Regions from separate parts of the Callithrix jacchus genome. Here region 2 is linked to region 1. A link is a contact called in public Hi-C data. All regions are on one chromosome and are shown on one strand. The core of a region is the stretch at or near the end of the contact, and the rest is flanking DNA. Distances in the headings are between cores, read along the strand shown.

Region 1 (6,833 bases), core at 3,195-5,694:
GTAGAGTTCTAATGGAATTTTCCAGAATGCCCGATATGAAGACCATGGCATGGTCCAAGAGCTAGGGAAACCAGGTCACCAAATGATTCCTCCCATCCTGTCCCTGCCCCGGAAAATCTGCTTAGGAAAAATTGTTGAGCAATCTCTGCCATTTGCTTTCTCCTCTGTTTGGCCCCAACTCTGTTCTGTTTACTGGAAACCTTGCTCATTCAAAGCTCCCTTCTGCCCCACCTTCCGAGGACCGAGGACCTTGCCCTCTGTGTCACTCACATGCTGTTTTCTATGTGCTGGCCACCGCGCTAGACACGTTCCGGTTACAACCTGTGAGGCAGGTGCGATTTGTTCTCTTTTTATGAAAGCCGAAACAGACCTGGAGAGGTTAAATCACTTGCCCAAAGTCACACGGCTGCTATGAGGTCCAGGTAGGTGACCTGGGCAGAGCCATGACTTGAACTCACAACGGCCTGACTTCTTGCTTTTTCCCTTCCCTTTCTTCCCCTTCCTTGTCCTGACCTTTGGTGGCCTGAAGTGGGCTGAGCTTGGATACCTGGGATTGAATTCAGGGTTTGTGAATAAAAGGCTTTAGGATCACTCAGGGCCTTAGCCAGTGCCCTCTACACTGGGAAAATTCTAGAACTAGATGTGGGCTAGATCAATTAGTCTAGCAAAGAGATGCCTACCCAGCCAGGTTACTTTTTGTGCAACCCTTGAAGAAAGCGTGAAGGAGAAAACATTGCTTTTGAAAGTGATATTTGTGTTCCATTTAACATGACTACACCATGTGAAAGACTAAAGGGGCTCTTTGGAAGACATATGAGTTGCTGCAATTAACCTGAAAACACTTTGAACATCTAAATAAGAAGCATTCATTGTTTGAGATCTGTGAGCCCCAGCGGATGGAATTAGGAATTCAGTTTATTGTGTGTGTGTGTTTTTAGACATCTGTAACCGCCAGATTGAGGACGTCTTCCCCAGTTATGGAGTCTTAACAGCTACTTACTGTAGGATGTAGGATGGGTCTTCCATCCATCATCCTTCCAACTGTCCATTCATCCAAGTACTATTTGAACACTCATGGACTGTTTTCTGGGGCAGACAGCACAATCCCCTGATCTTCAAATCGAAATCTAGATTTCTAACTTTGATTAGAATCTAACTTTGCTGAGGATGTAAGTCGTTCTCTTGATGACTTGATGAAAAGATAAACGGTTTCAATTCTGTCCACTGAATGGTTTGATATTTTACCAACAAAACTACGAAGCTCTTCCTACATTCTCAAAGCCTTGGCTCTGACCGTCTTCTTTGAGTTTGGGAGTTTTGTTAATCATTGCCTTCTTACCCATTTGCACCCCTGCACATGAGCGTATTTCCACACCCTGCCATGACTCAGCAGGCAATGGGGCTGTCTGATGTTCCCAGTGTGATGACTGCAGATCGAGCTGCTGATGGAAAGAGTAGGTAGGAAGTTTCTGGAAGAGGATATGCTTGGCTTTGCTTGTAAAGCGAGGAGCAAGCCAGAGCTTCTCTGCAGGCCCTGGAGAAATGGGTCACCTGTGGTGGCTTCTGCCTGTAATCTCAGCATTTTGGGAGGCCAAGGCAGGCGGATCATTTGAGGCCAGGAGTTCAAGACCAACCTGGCCAACACAGCGAAACCCCATCTCTACTAAAAATACAAAAATTAGCTGGGTGTGGGGGTGCATGCCTATAATCTCAGCTACTCAGGAGGCTGAGGCAGAAGAATTGCTTGAACCCAGGAGGTGGAGGTTGCAGTGAGCTGAGATCGTGCCACTGCACTCCAGCCTGGGCAACAGAGTGAGACTCCATCTCAAAAAAAAAAAAAAAGATAATTTCTGATGAATTCTAACACAGCCTAATAATTTGACCTTGGGAATCAAGGTCAGTTTGTTCTGAAGCCTCCAGGAAGAAAGATACACCCCACATCCCAGGCTAACAGAGACATCAATGAGTTATCAGAGCAGATGCGTCTGGCACAGGAAGATGCGTTCTGAGGGGCCCGTGCTTGCCTGGGGTTTCTGACTCCTCGAGTTCACAGAAAGTCTCCAGTGGCCTGTTCGCTTCTGCTGGGGTTTCTAGAGTCCCGTCAGACCCCTTTCAGGCCAGGCCAGGGCATCATGTTTCATAGATGAGGCTTTCTTCCCCCGGTCTCCATGTTCGGAGACCCAGTTGTCCCTATGCCCCTTGGGATGTCCCCGGGATTAGAATGACATTAGGCTTGGCCATAAAGAAATCGAGTTTATGAGACTGCAGGAGCCAAGCCACGAGGCCATTTCAGATGGCATCAAGGGCTTTGGGCTCTGCAGCCTGACGGACTGCCTGTATTCACATCCCTGTTTGGCTTCTTTGGGAACTTGGACGAACTTCTCTATGCTTGAGTTTCCTCATCTGTAAACTGGGAATAATAATGAGCCCCTCATAGGAGCAATCAATGAGATGGCTTCCACAGAGCACTTGGAAATGCATCTAATACCAGGCACTGTGGCTCACACCTGTAATCCCAGCCCTTTGGGAGGCTGAGTGGACAGATTGCTTGAGCCCGGGAGTTGGATACCAGCCTGGGCAACATGGTGAAACCCCATGTCTGCAAAACTTGGAAACATTAGCCAGGTGTAGCGGTGTGTGTCTGTAGTCCCAGGCACTTGGGAGGTTGAGATGGGAGGATCACTTGAGCCTGGGAGATTGAGGCTGCAATGAACTGTGATGGCACCATTACACTGCAGCCTGGGAGACAGTGAGACCTTGTTGCAAAACAAACAGAACAAGAAGAAGAAGAAGAGGAGGAGGAGGAAGAAAAAACCAAAATGCAACTTTGGCAGGTACGGCAGCCTGCACCGGTAATCCCAGAGCTTTGGAAGGCCAAGGCAGGTGAATGATTTGAAGTCAGAAGTTTGAGACTAACCTGGCCAACAAGCTGAAACCCTGCCCATACTTACCACCCCCACAAAAGTTAGCTGGGCACGGTGGTGCACGCCTGCAATCTCAGTTACTCGGGAAGCTGAGGCAGGAGAATCACGAGAGGCCGAAGGCAGAGGCTTCAGTGAGCCGAGATGGCACCACTGCACTCCAGCCTCAGCGACAGAGTGAGACTCTGTCTCAGGAAAAAAAAAAAAGAAGAAGAAAAAGGAAATACATCTTGCACATTTGGTAGAGATTATGTTGCAGGCTTTGGTGACAATTTGCGTCTGGTGGAAGTCTGAGTCGCTTTGCTAAAGGCCGGAGGGTTGGCATTTCTGCAGGGAAGGCTTTGGGAGGTGAAGGGTTGTGAGGCTGGGGAAACAAATGGCCCTGAGCAGAGCAGTGGCATCTGGGGCTCACTACTGCAGACTAAAGGGTTTGTTCAGAAGCGGTAATGCACTTCCACCAGATGAGAGATTCCCTTTTGTGTTTTCATGATGGAGGATCTTTATTTACATAGAAGTGGATCTGCGTTAACTTCCAGATGTTTTTTAATGCTATTTTAGGAATCACCTGCCTTTCATTCGTTCACCAAACTTTTAGTGCCCATCTCTGTGTAGTGGTGGGCCCGCTGTTCATCGGGGGCCGCCTGTTGCTGACTGATAGGGAATTTCCAAGTGTCCCATCCTGGGCAGAGGATGGGTGAGCCTGGCTGCGTGGCCCATAGTTCTGGCTGACATTCTGGCTCCCGTGGCTAACTCCTACCTGGCAGCTCACCCATCCGTTTTCCTGTGTTTGTGGCTCTGTTCCTCAATTGTACCGAGGAGATAAGCTAAATACAATATTTAGACTTCTGATTCCCGAGAAAGCTGGGAACACAAGTCAGTGAGGGTCAGCGAAGGAAACGAGATGAGAGGATTAGATGCTGGTCCTGAAAGTTTTCCTTTCGAATATTTGCATGTTTCTCATTGACCCTTCTTTTCCTGGGTATTGTTAGATATAGCAGAAGTCAGTTTGCTTGCTTAGATAAGAGTGCTCTTGAGAAAACAGGGAAAGGTTGGGGGAAGAATTCACACCCATTTTTACTGCACTGTGTCCAAGACATTTGACACAAATGACCATCTTACGCTGTTTGTAGAATGACGATACTTTCTGAAAAATGGTCCGTTCAAGAAGGCTTTCCCGAGACCTCACTGGACCTGAAATTCCAGCACAACCAAAATGGGATGGGATGATCCCAGCCCCTCTCTTGTGGCCTGTTCTGCTCTGACCTCCATGAACAGTCACCCCTCACTGTCACCCTTCTCGAGAGGGCAATGGGGAAGGTGGCTCATGCTGAAGGGAGTGATCTGGGGCCTCTCCACATTCTCCTAATTTCTGCTGGGCTAGATGTGCCCTCCTGGAGGGGGTGTGCTGCACCGGGGACCAGGCAGAGGGACATGTGCATCCTGGGGCACTCATCCTTAGTCCTGCCTTCACACACATCCCAAAGACAGGCCCACGCCTCGGTCCAAGCCTACACAGTCTAGCCTGGCCCCTGGCCGGGCCTGTCAGCGCACATGCGGGTATGAAGTGCCAGGCAGTGGGGGCCTGTGGAGCTTGTCCTTGACAGACGGACAGCTAGAATCTCTCCGTGCCTTTTGGGGACCCCTTGGCTGTGTGACAGGGCCTAGCATCAGCCCGGGAGCTGGGCCCACATGCGACTGCCTGTAGGACCCTCTTAGGTTTCTCTCTCTAGCATTGGTCTAGCATCTGTTCCCTGAAGGGGGAAACTCAGGTGGAGGCTGGGGTAGTGCCATGGAGAGCCACGCCTCCGCCATTGTGAGGGCCCCCGGGGAAGCCCTGTACACTCTATTTATCCTCATCTTTGCTTCAGTCCTTAGAGAAAGGAACTCACACACGCCCCCTAGTGTGGCTGGGTGGGCAGAGTCTTCCTCCTTTACCAAATGGCAATGGTTTATATATATCCATATTTCTTTTTCTGTGGAGTAGGTAGCAAAGATGAGAGCAGGTGTAGGAAATAGATAGGGGAGGTGGGGAAGGGATCCGATGCCCTTTTCAGCTTTCATGGGTCCCTGTTTGGCCCTAAAGATGGGATTGCCTCAAGCCAGGGCAGGTTGATGGAGAATCACTGGAGCCATTGGCAGAGGCCTCCCCCTGCCAGGACACCGTCCAGGCTGTGTGATCTCAGGTTGGAGGTACATCAGGCCAGAAGTATGGGGCCTAGGCTAGGGCCTGGGAGAGGCGGAGTAGGAATTAGCGTGGGGACAGTTGAGGGTTTTGAGTTGCAGGGTGATGAAGGGGAGTCCTAGTCCCCACCCACAGATGTGTCAGCCTGGGCTGGGAAGCTGGCCCCGTCGAGGTCAGCACTGCCTGGGTGGTGGTGAGATCATGGGCAGATGGCCTCCTGGTTCCCCATTGGTCCTGACTGGAGTCACAGTGTGGGCCTGGCCCTCTGAGGACACAGAAAGCAATGGCCTCAGAGTCGCCCCTCTGCTGGGGAGGAGAATGGAGTCCCCATTTTCACTGCTCTCCCACCTCATCCTGTCTCTGGGCTGCCTACTCTGACCCTGGCCTGCAGGGACTCTCAAGGGGTGGCATTGTGTCCCAGAGTCCCTCCACACTCAGGTTCAGAGAACCCCGTGCTATTGGGCAGCATCCCCCTGGCAGGGCACTCCGCTGGCACCAGTCTGAGGCTGGCGCGGCAATGATGCCTGTGGGAAGCATGAAACCCAGGCCAGTGGGCTGCGAGGGAGGAGGGGAGGCTGCAGGGAGCCCAGAAGCAGAAGCGTGGGTTCCCGCGTGGCTCCACCACTGACTGAGTGTGGCTCTGTCACCTTCCTTAGTTGCCCCATCTGTAAAAGGAAGCCTTGACCTGAATGCCCCAGCTCTGACATCTTGCAGTTTTAGGAGCAGGAGCTGAGTCCTCGTGTAGAATTCGTATTTAGACTGGTGTGGTAAAAGGACATCCATGCAGTTTTGGGGAGAGGGTGCCCTGCTTGCATATGCATTCCACCTTGGCCACCCTAGGGGACGTCCCCTCACCTTCCATTCTTCTCCCTTCCTCTGTGTCTCTCCAGGGGAGTGCCTGGTCACAGGTCAATCCCACTTCAAGAGCTTCGACAACAAATACTTCACCTTCAGTGGGATCTGCCAGTACCTGCTGGCCCGGGATTGCCAGGACCACTCCTTCTCCATTGTCATTGAGACAGTGCAGGTGAGCTTTGCCAGGCTGGCGCTGGTCGGGGGGCAGCCCAGGGTGCTGCATAGCTGCTAGGCTGACAGGGCAGCCCCTGGAAGACATGGAATGTTGCTCTCTCTGCAGGTGGGAGGCCTCTTCTTCCAGACTTCAGTTATCCCCTCATTCATCCGGAAACCCAGCCCATCCCCTCTCTCCCTAGATGCTTTGGGAAGGCATCCTGCCCTGCCAATAATGCCTACTCAGGGCCGGCTCAGCTCCCCACCCAGGGGAAGTATCCTCTTCGGGTCTAGCCTGTTGCCTCCATAACTAACCCTCTGATGTTTGGAGCTGGGGGTGGCTGGGGTGAGAGCAGAGGGCCTGACTTCTGCTCTGAACTCCATGGTGCATGTGTGGGCTCCTTTCTCTAGGGGTGGAAGCAAAGATGAGGACAAATAGAGTGCACAGGGCTTCCCCTGAAGATCAAAGGCCCTGATTCCCTTTGAACGATAGGGCCGAGGAACACGATGAAGCAGAGGCCCATGGTTCTTTAAAAAAGACCAGGCCGGGCTGGGAAAAGATGCAGGCACAGATGTGCTCAGTGCCCTCCTGCTGCACAACTCTAGGGGGCCCCATTCACATGGAATATTCTGGGAGAATGGGGTTGTAGGCTATGAGAAGGCCAGAGGCTCTCTGGGGTCAGGGACCTTCTCTGATTAAAAGGGTCCTGGGCTGAGGTGCT
Region 2 (6,948 bases), core at 1,587-4,086, 210 kb before region 1:
ATTTGGCCTTGGGAAGTTAAGAAAGGTTTTGTCTGATGATGCTCCATTCCCTGCAAAGGGAGAGGTGTGTCAGGTGAAATCAGGGGTGAGGTTGCGGGGAGAGTTCTAGGCTGATGGAGACTGCGTGGTGGCCACGGTGGAGAGTGGGCGAGAACTGACTTCACAAACATCTTGGGTCTGTTGGTGCCATTGGGAGCCCACTGGAGGTTGGTGAGCAAGAAGTTAAAGTGCTGTCATCTGCTCAGGTCGCTCGCTGTGTTTCCTCCACCAACGCTGGGTGCTGTTGGTGTGGCCTGGAGCGGTTCAAAGCAAGGCTTTGTCAGGAGACTGATGGGAGGGAGAGAGAGGGAGGGGAATGGGGGACTTTTGCAAAGGAGTGGCTCTCCTGAGGAACCCTTGACTCTCTGCTGGTTGAAGTGAGAAGAGAAGCCAGAGGAGGGATGGCCTTGGGGGACAGGTGGACAGAGAGGGGGATGGAGCAGGTCCTCGGAGTAGGTCAGTTTCAGGTGGATGACAAGGTCAGTGTATGGTCCAGTAGTGGGAGGCTGGGGTGGAGGAAGTGGCCATCAGAGAGGAAGAGGAGGAGGAACAAGCATAGCTGCTGGTGGACGGGTCCTCAACGCAGACGTGGAGGCTGCCTGGAATAATGAGAGGAAGGGATGCAGAGCAAGACAGGAGCCGGGGCTGAGCCTTCAGGAAAAGAAGTGGTGAGCAGGAGGCCAGAGAAGACAGTGAGGAGGAGAGGGCGCTAGACCGTTCCATGCCCTGCTTCTCAAAAGGTGTTCAGAAGGATGGGGGGTGGGGGCGGGGCATAACTTCTGGAAGCTGCCATGGGGAGCCAGAAGGACACCAACCTCATTTCCTGCTCCTAAGGTATGTGGGGAATGTGAGAATAATAAGATCAAGGCTAGATTTGAGGAAGCACTTTCTGACCGCATAGGATATGAGGCATGAAGACAGGCCATGAAGGGAACCCTAGGAAGTACCTCTTTTCTTTCTGGGGAGGTTTAGGAGTAGAACTGACCCCTACCCACCCTCCTTCACTTCCCTCTCCCCCAGGCTTTTTGAGGTCTGTTAGGCACTGCCTGGCGTCCTTTGATACGGGTTTCATTCACTCTGCAAACCTATTGAGCCCCAGGAGCTGGCCAGGCTAGGAGCTGGAGACACGGGGTGAGCAAAAACATAAGGAGTTCACGTCCCAGCAGGAGGGGTTGTTTAGGTCTGCTGTTGGTGCAAAGCTGTCAGAAGGTGCAGAGTTACTCAGGGGTGCTGGAATTGGGATGCGGAGTGAGTTCAGAGAGTGAGTCACTCTTGCTGCTTAGGGGTGGGGAAAGGTGGAGTGGCAGTGGCGGGAAATGGGAAAAGGCTGGGACTTGATGTTTGAGGACGGGGGCTGTGTGGTCTTGAGCAAATCATGTGTTTTTCCTGTCCCTGACTTGGAAATCAGGGAAGAATCCCTCATTCCCCACATCGTGGTGGAATTCATTGAATGTGTTGCCCAAATAACGAATACGCAAATGATCCTTATGCCATTCCTTAGGTAGCAGCACCCCCCTCCCCACCCCACGGTAGGTGTATTAAATACAGGACTACATGTCAAAGGCCCAGCACAGGGGTAGGTGGCACCGGGTAAGTGCTGGGCACCCTCGTTAGTCCAGTCTCCGTTCAACGCCAGTGAATTTGCTGCCACTGCAGGACCCCGCTCCCGCCGGGAAGGAGAAATGCCCCAGGCAGAGGGCTGCAGTCAGGGTGCTGGGGCCAGCCATGGATCTGCCAGGCACTCACATTCAGGACCTTAGTCCGATGAGGATGACAGTGGAGCAGGAAGTCCCCCCATTGAGGAAGGATTTCTGGCTGCTTCCTTCTCCCTTGCCCTCCAGAGCTCTCACCCCTCCATTCATCTCGTACATTTCTATTGAGGGGCTACTGTGGGCAAAAGGGGCTTACAAGTCGGGATGCGGTGGAAAGCAAGACAGAGGGGCATCTCCGGTCTCTCCTCTTGTGGGCTGGGTGGGTAGATGGGCTATCCCGGCTTCCAGTCTCCACTTGGCCTTGGCTTGGGATACCAGGAGGGGGCCCAGAAACTCATTTTTTAAAAGGAGAAGTGGGTGTGGGGGCAGTGGCTCATGCCTATAATCCCAGTGGTTTGGGAGCTGAGAGAGAGGGATGGGCTAAGGCCAGAAGTTCGAGACCAGCCTGGGCAACACCAGAAGACCTGGTCTCTACAAAAAAAAGAAACAATTAGCCGGATGTGGTGGGTGGTGCGCGCCTGTGGTTCCGGCTGCCCAGGAGGCTGAGGTGGGAGGATTGCTTGAGCCTGGGACGTGGAGGTTGCAGTGAGCCCAGATCGCGCCACTGCACTCCAGCCTGGGCGACAGAGCGAGACCTCATTAACTACCAGAAGATGGAAAAATACTCCAATGCGCCCCACTTATCCTTCCTGGATTCCCGGGTTGCCGCCGATTGCTGCCTTCTCGCCGGAGCTCAAAGCCGAGGAGGGCGCGTGCGGGGCGGGGCGGGGCGGGGCGGGGCACCCTGGCTGCACGTCCGCGAGTGGCCGCGAGGGGGCGCGACAGGCCGGGGCCGCCAGCCGGGATGCGGATGCGTCAGGGCGGCTCGAGGATGATTCAGCCTCCCCGGGTTTACCGCGCCCCCTCCGTGCTCGCTTCCCTGCCCGGCCGCGCCCTGGCCGCCGGCTCGCCCTGACCCTCGGGAATCCCAGGCTGTGCACCTCCCTGCGCCCTCACAAGGGTTCCCCTGACGCCAGGAGTCCCGCGCCTCCGGAGATCACAGGCAGGGCGCGCGGGTCTGGGCCGGGTGCGTCCCGCGGGCCCTCCCATCGCGCCTTTCCCGGGGCCGGGCGTGGCTTCCCTCCAGAGCGGGTTTCGGGGCCCGCCCCGGCGCTGCCGGGATCCGAGGGACAGCTCTGCCAAGGCCGGGCCGTGGGCGGCCGCCGCGGGGGAATCGTGCCCCCTGCCAAAAAGCAGGGGGAGAAAGCCCGCTCTGTTCCTTGGGTGCGCCCCGGTATTTTTGCCTCTTCTCAGAGCAAATCAGGAAAAAATAGGGACTCCTGGGTGGGTCACCGTTTGGCAGGTTGAAGAAGGTGTCCTGACAGGACCTGGCTCAGAATCCTAGTGTGTTAAAGTTGCAGAAACCTCGCCAAACCTGGGCCACCGGCCTCACCTGGGAGATCCCGCCCAGGGGGGCAGGGACTCTCCACAAGTCCCAGAACTCCTGGGCGTGGGTGGGCCTCCCACTCACAAAGTGCATGCAAAGTGCCTAGAATAGTGCCTGGCGTGTAGTCAGCCCTGCGCTAACACTGCATTTTATAGATACGGGTCACCCTGAGCAACAATCAGGGCTTTCAACTGCGAGAGTACGATTATTCCAGAATTTTCTGCCGTCTCTGGGACAGCAAGACCAACCCTCCTCTCCCTCCTCAGCCTTCGTGGCCGATCTACTGCCATTTATGAATAGTAAAGATACTTTCTGTTTCTCGTGATTTCCTAGTAACATGTTCTTTTCTCTACTTTCCCTTATTGTAAGAATACAGTATATAATACACATAACAGAAAATGCGCGTTTACCCAGTGTTTATGTTATCTGTAAGCCTTCCAGTCAACAGTAGGCGCTTTCTTGGTAGTTAAGTTTCGGGGGAGTCAAAACTTATACTGAGGTGTGGGAACCTGTAGTCCCAGCTACGCAGAGGGCTGAGGTTGGAGGATTGCTTGAGTACCAGAGTCTAAGACCCGACTGGGCAGCAGCGAGAACACTGTTATTGAAAAAAAAAAAAATTATGAGGCCGGGAGTGGTGGATCACGCTTGTAATGCCAGCACATTGGGAGACCAAGGCGGGCGGATCACGAGGTCAGGAGTTCGGGACCAGCCTGGCCAACATGGTGAAACCCCATCTTTACTAAAAATACAAAAATTAGCTGAACATGGTGGTGCATGCCTGTAATCCCAGCTACTCGGGAGGCTGAAGCAGGAGAATCACTTGAACCCAGGAGGCAGATGTTGCAGTGAGCCGAGATTGCGCCACTGCACTCCAGCCTGGGTGACAGAGCAAGACTCTTGTCTCAAAAGTCAAAAAAAAAAAGAGAGAAAAAAATTATTTTTGACTACTTGAGGATTGGTGCCTCAACAGACGCATGTATTGTTCAATCAACTGTATTATTTTATGTGTATAATTTAAGGTATATAATTATATCTGTATATGCAAATTTATATAAACATACATGCATATTTATATATCTATGCCTACCAGCTAATCTTTTTTTTTTTTAATTTTTTTTTTTTTTTTGAGATGGAGTTTCACTCTTGTTACCCAGGCTGGAGTGCAATGGTGCGATCTCGGCTCACCGCAACCTCCGCCTCCTGGGTTCAGGCAATTCTCCTGCCTCAGCCTCCCGAGTAGCTGGGATTACAGGCACGTGCCACCATGCCCAGCTAATTTTTTGTATCTTTAATAGAGACAGGGTTTCACCAGAGGGTTTCATCCTGGAGATTGACCAGGATGGTCTCGATCTCTTGACCTCGTGATCCACCCGCCTTGGCCTCCCAAAGTGCTGGGATTACAGGTGTGAGCCACCGTGCCCGGCCTGCCAGCTAATCTCTATGTGTGCCCGGTATTGTTCCAAGGGCTCCTCGGGTATTAATGATCTCATTTGATTTTCACAACCACACAAGGCCATAAGTCCTGTTATTCATCTCCATATGGTAGCTGAGGAAACAGAAGCTCAGAGAAGCGAGGTAACTTTTGCAAGAGCACACAGCTAGGAAATACGGGCAGGAGTTAACCCCTGACTCCCTAACTTTAGGGGCCGTGTTCAGATATTGGTGGAGTCTGTTAACATACTTACTCTCGGCTGGGCTCGGCTCACGGCTAATCCCAGCACTTTGGGAGGCCGAGGCGGGTGGATCACGAGGTCAAGAGATCGAGACGATCCTGGTCAACAAAGTGAAACACCGTCTCTACTAAAAATACAAAAATTAGCTGGGCGTGGTGGCACGCGCCTGTAGTCCCAGCTACTCGGGAGGCTGAAGTAGGAGAATTCCTTGAACCCAGGAGGCGGAGGTTGCGGTGAGCCGAGATCGCGCCATTGCACTCCAGCCTGGGTAACAAGAGCGAAGCTCCATCTCAAGAAAAAAAAAAAAAACATACTTACTATCCTAGGTTTGGCCCTTCACAGTGTCTGGAGATCAAAGTGTTAAACTCAGCCCTGGGAGGAGGAGCCACTTTCCTTATGGAAATCTGCTGCCCTTGCTAGCTCTGCTCCTGTCCCCAGAGGACCAAGCTTTCTAGTTGTCCCCAGGTGCCAAAGGGCCAGAAGAGAATCTCTGGCCACGCTTTTCTCCTTGTTAGCTCTCCCTAGGGCCCCAGAACCTGGCTTCTGGCTCCCACTGTTCCCCTTTCTGGTTTTGTAGGTGACACTTGCTGCTTTGGGTGAATTACCTTTAGCAAGGTTTCCCAAATACCTGTGAGCAGAGTGGGGCTGACTTGGGGTTCATTAGAATGTCTTAAGACACATTCAACACGCAGATTCCCCAGCCCCTTTGAGAGCACTGGTTCTGCACCTTGACTGCACGTGGATACAGTGGACTTAAAGGGAATGGTCTTGCCTGAGCCCTCCCGAGAGATTCCGATTGGGTAGATCGGCGCTTCTGCCTGGGCATCAGGATTTCAGCGAGCTAGGTGGAGGTGGCCTAGGAACCTGTACTTGGAAGAAACGACTCCTGCGTTTTCCTGAGCAGCTGTGTTTGCAGCCTTCAGGGTGGACTTCCTTTCTTCTCACTGGTAAAGAGTGCCCAGGATTTTCCCACCAAGGCGCTTTTGGAGTTAGAAGTTAGAGGTGAGTGCTGCTTTCGGAGTCTTGTCCCTTCTCAGCCTCTGCTGGCCCCTGCCTCAGTTTACTGGATTTGTCTCCTTACCAGGTACCAGTATTCCCCCCCTCCCAGTGGGGTTCATTACTCACAGGTTCTGGGCAGAGTGGCCCCTCCTCTGAGCTTTTCTCCTGGAGTTGGACTCAAGCTCTGAGGGCTCCGAGCAGCCATACTGGCAGCCTGGGGGCTCTCGTGAGCTCTCACGTCTGTCTGCCTCCCTGTGTGAGCTGGAGGGAGGGATTGCATTTCCCCTCTTCTGGGGCAAGGTGTTTCTCCTTGTCTTTCAGTATTGCATTCCACCCTGGAGTAAACATTTGGTCTGGTATCTCCCAGCTTCATAGCATTGATTACTATTTTTTTGAAACAGAGTGTCGCCCTGTTGCACAGGCTGGAGTGTGGCGATGAGACCTCAGCTCACTGCAACCTCCGCCTCCCAGGTTCAAGTGATTCTCGTGCCTCAGCTTCCCGAGTAGCTGGGATTACAGGCATGTGTCACCACACCCAGCTAATTCTTGCATTGTTGGTAGAGACTGGGTTTCATCGTTTTGGCCAGGCTGGTCTCAAACTCCTGGCCTCAAGTTATCCCACCTGCCTTGGCGTCCCAAAGTGCTGGGATTATAGGTGGAAACCACCACACCTGGCCTGATAGGCTTTTTTGGTTCTTCTTTGGACACTAGGTGTTTCTCCTGGGTTCCAGGTGTTAAGCTAGGAGTCTGGGGACCTGTGTTCTGGACTAACTGTGTGCCCCGGGGCATGCCATTGACCCTCTTTGACCCTCAATTCCCTCACCTGTTAAATGGGTACCTCATGAGATTGCTGTGTGGTCCAAATAACACAGCCTGCAAAGATGTGCTTTGGTGACTGTGAGTGACACCACTGTGATCCTGAAAGACCTTTCTCTTGCCTAGTTGGCAGAGTGAGGGGTAATTGCCCTTTTCAGGAAAGCCTGAAGATGTCAGCGGCTGATATTAAAGTCCCTAACAATGAGAGATTCTAGAATCCTGCCTCTGCTTCCCATTGAATCCGAGTGTACGCACTGAGTGCCTGCTGTATGCGCCCAGCATG

What was found. A called contact is a pair of places that touch in the nucleus more often than the background predicts.
Region 2: a Hi-C map of skeletal muscle shows a contact between it and region 1, with 8 times the contacts expected there. The contact joins two enhancer-like sites. A contact is called at or near these places in 3 of 3 Hi-C or Micro-C datasets (induced pluripotent stem cells and skeletal muscle).

The regions. Positions count from the first base shown.
Region 1 is chr9:19,677,507-19,684,339 of calJac240_pri, reverse strand. It overlaps VWF (von Willebrand factor), which reads left to right. Exons shown (of 52, transcript XM_009003456.5): 11 at 5,994-6,130. Among named protein-coding and RNA genes, the nearest start is that of VWF, 56 kb to the left of the region's middle. Within about 2 kb of position 4,444, at least 4 of the 16 cell types and tissues checked have an H3K27ac peak or open chromatin away from gene starts, as enhancers often do.
Region 2 is chr9:19,882,304-19,889,251 of calJac240_pri, reverse strand. No RefSeq gene overlaps it. Among named protein-coding and RNA genes, the nearest start is that of PLEKHG6, 33 kb to the left of the region's middle. Within about 2 kb of position 2,836, at least 9 of the 16 cell types and tissues checked have an H3K27ac peak or open chromatin away from gene starts, as enhancers often do.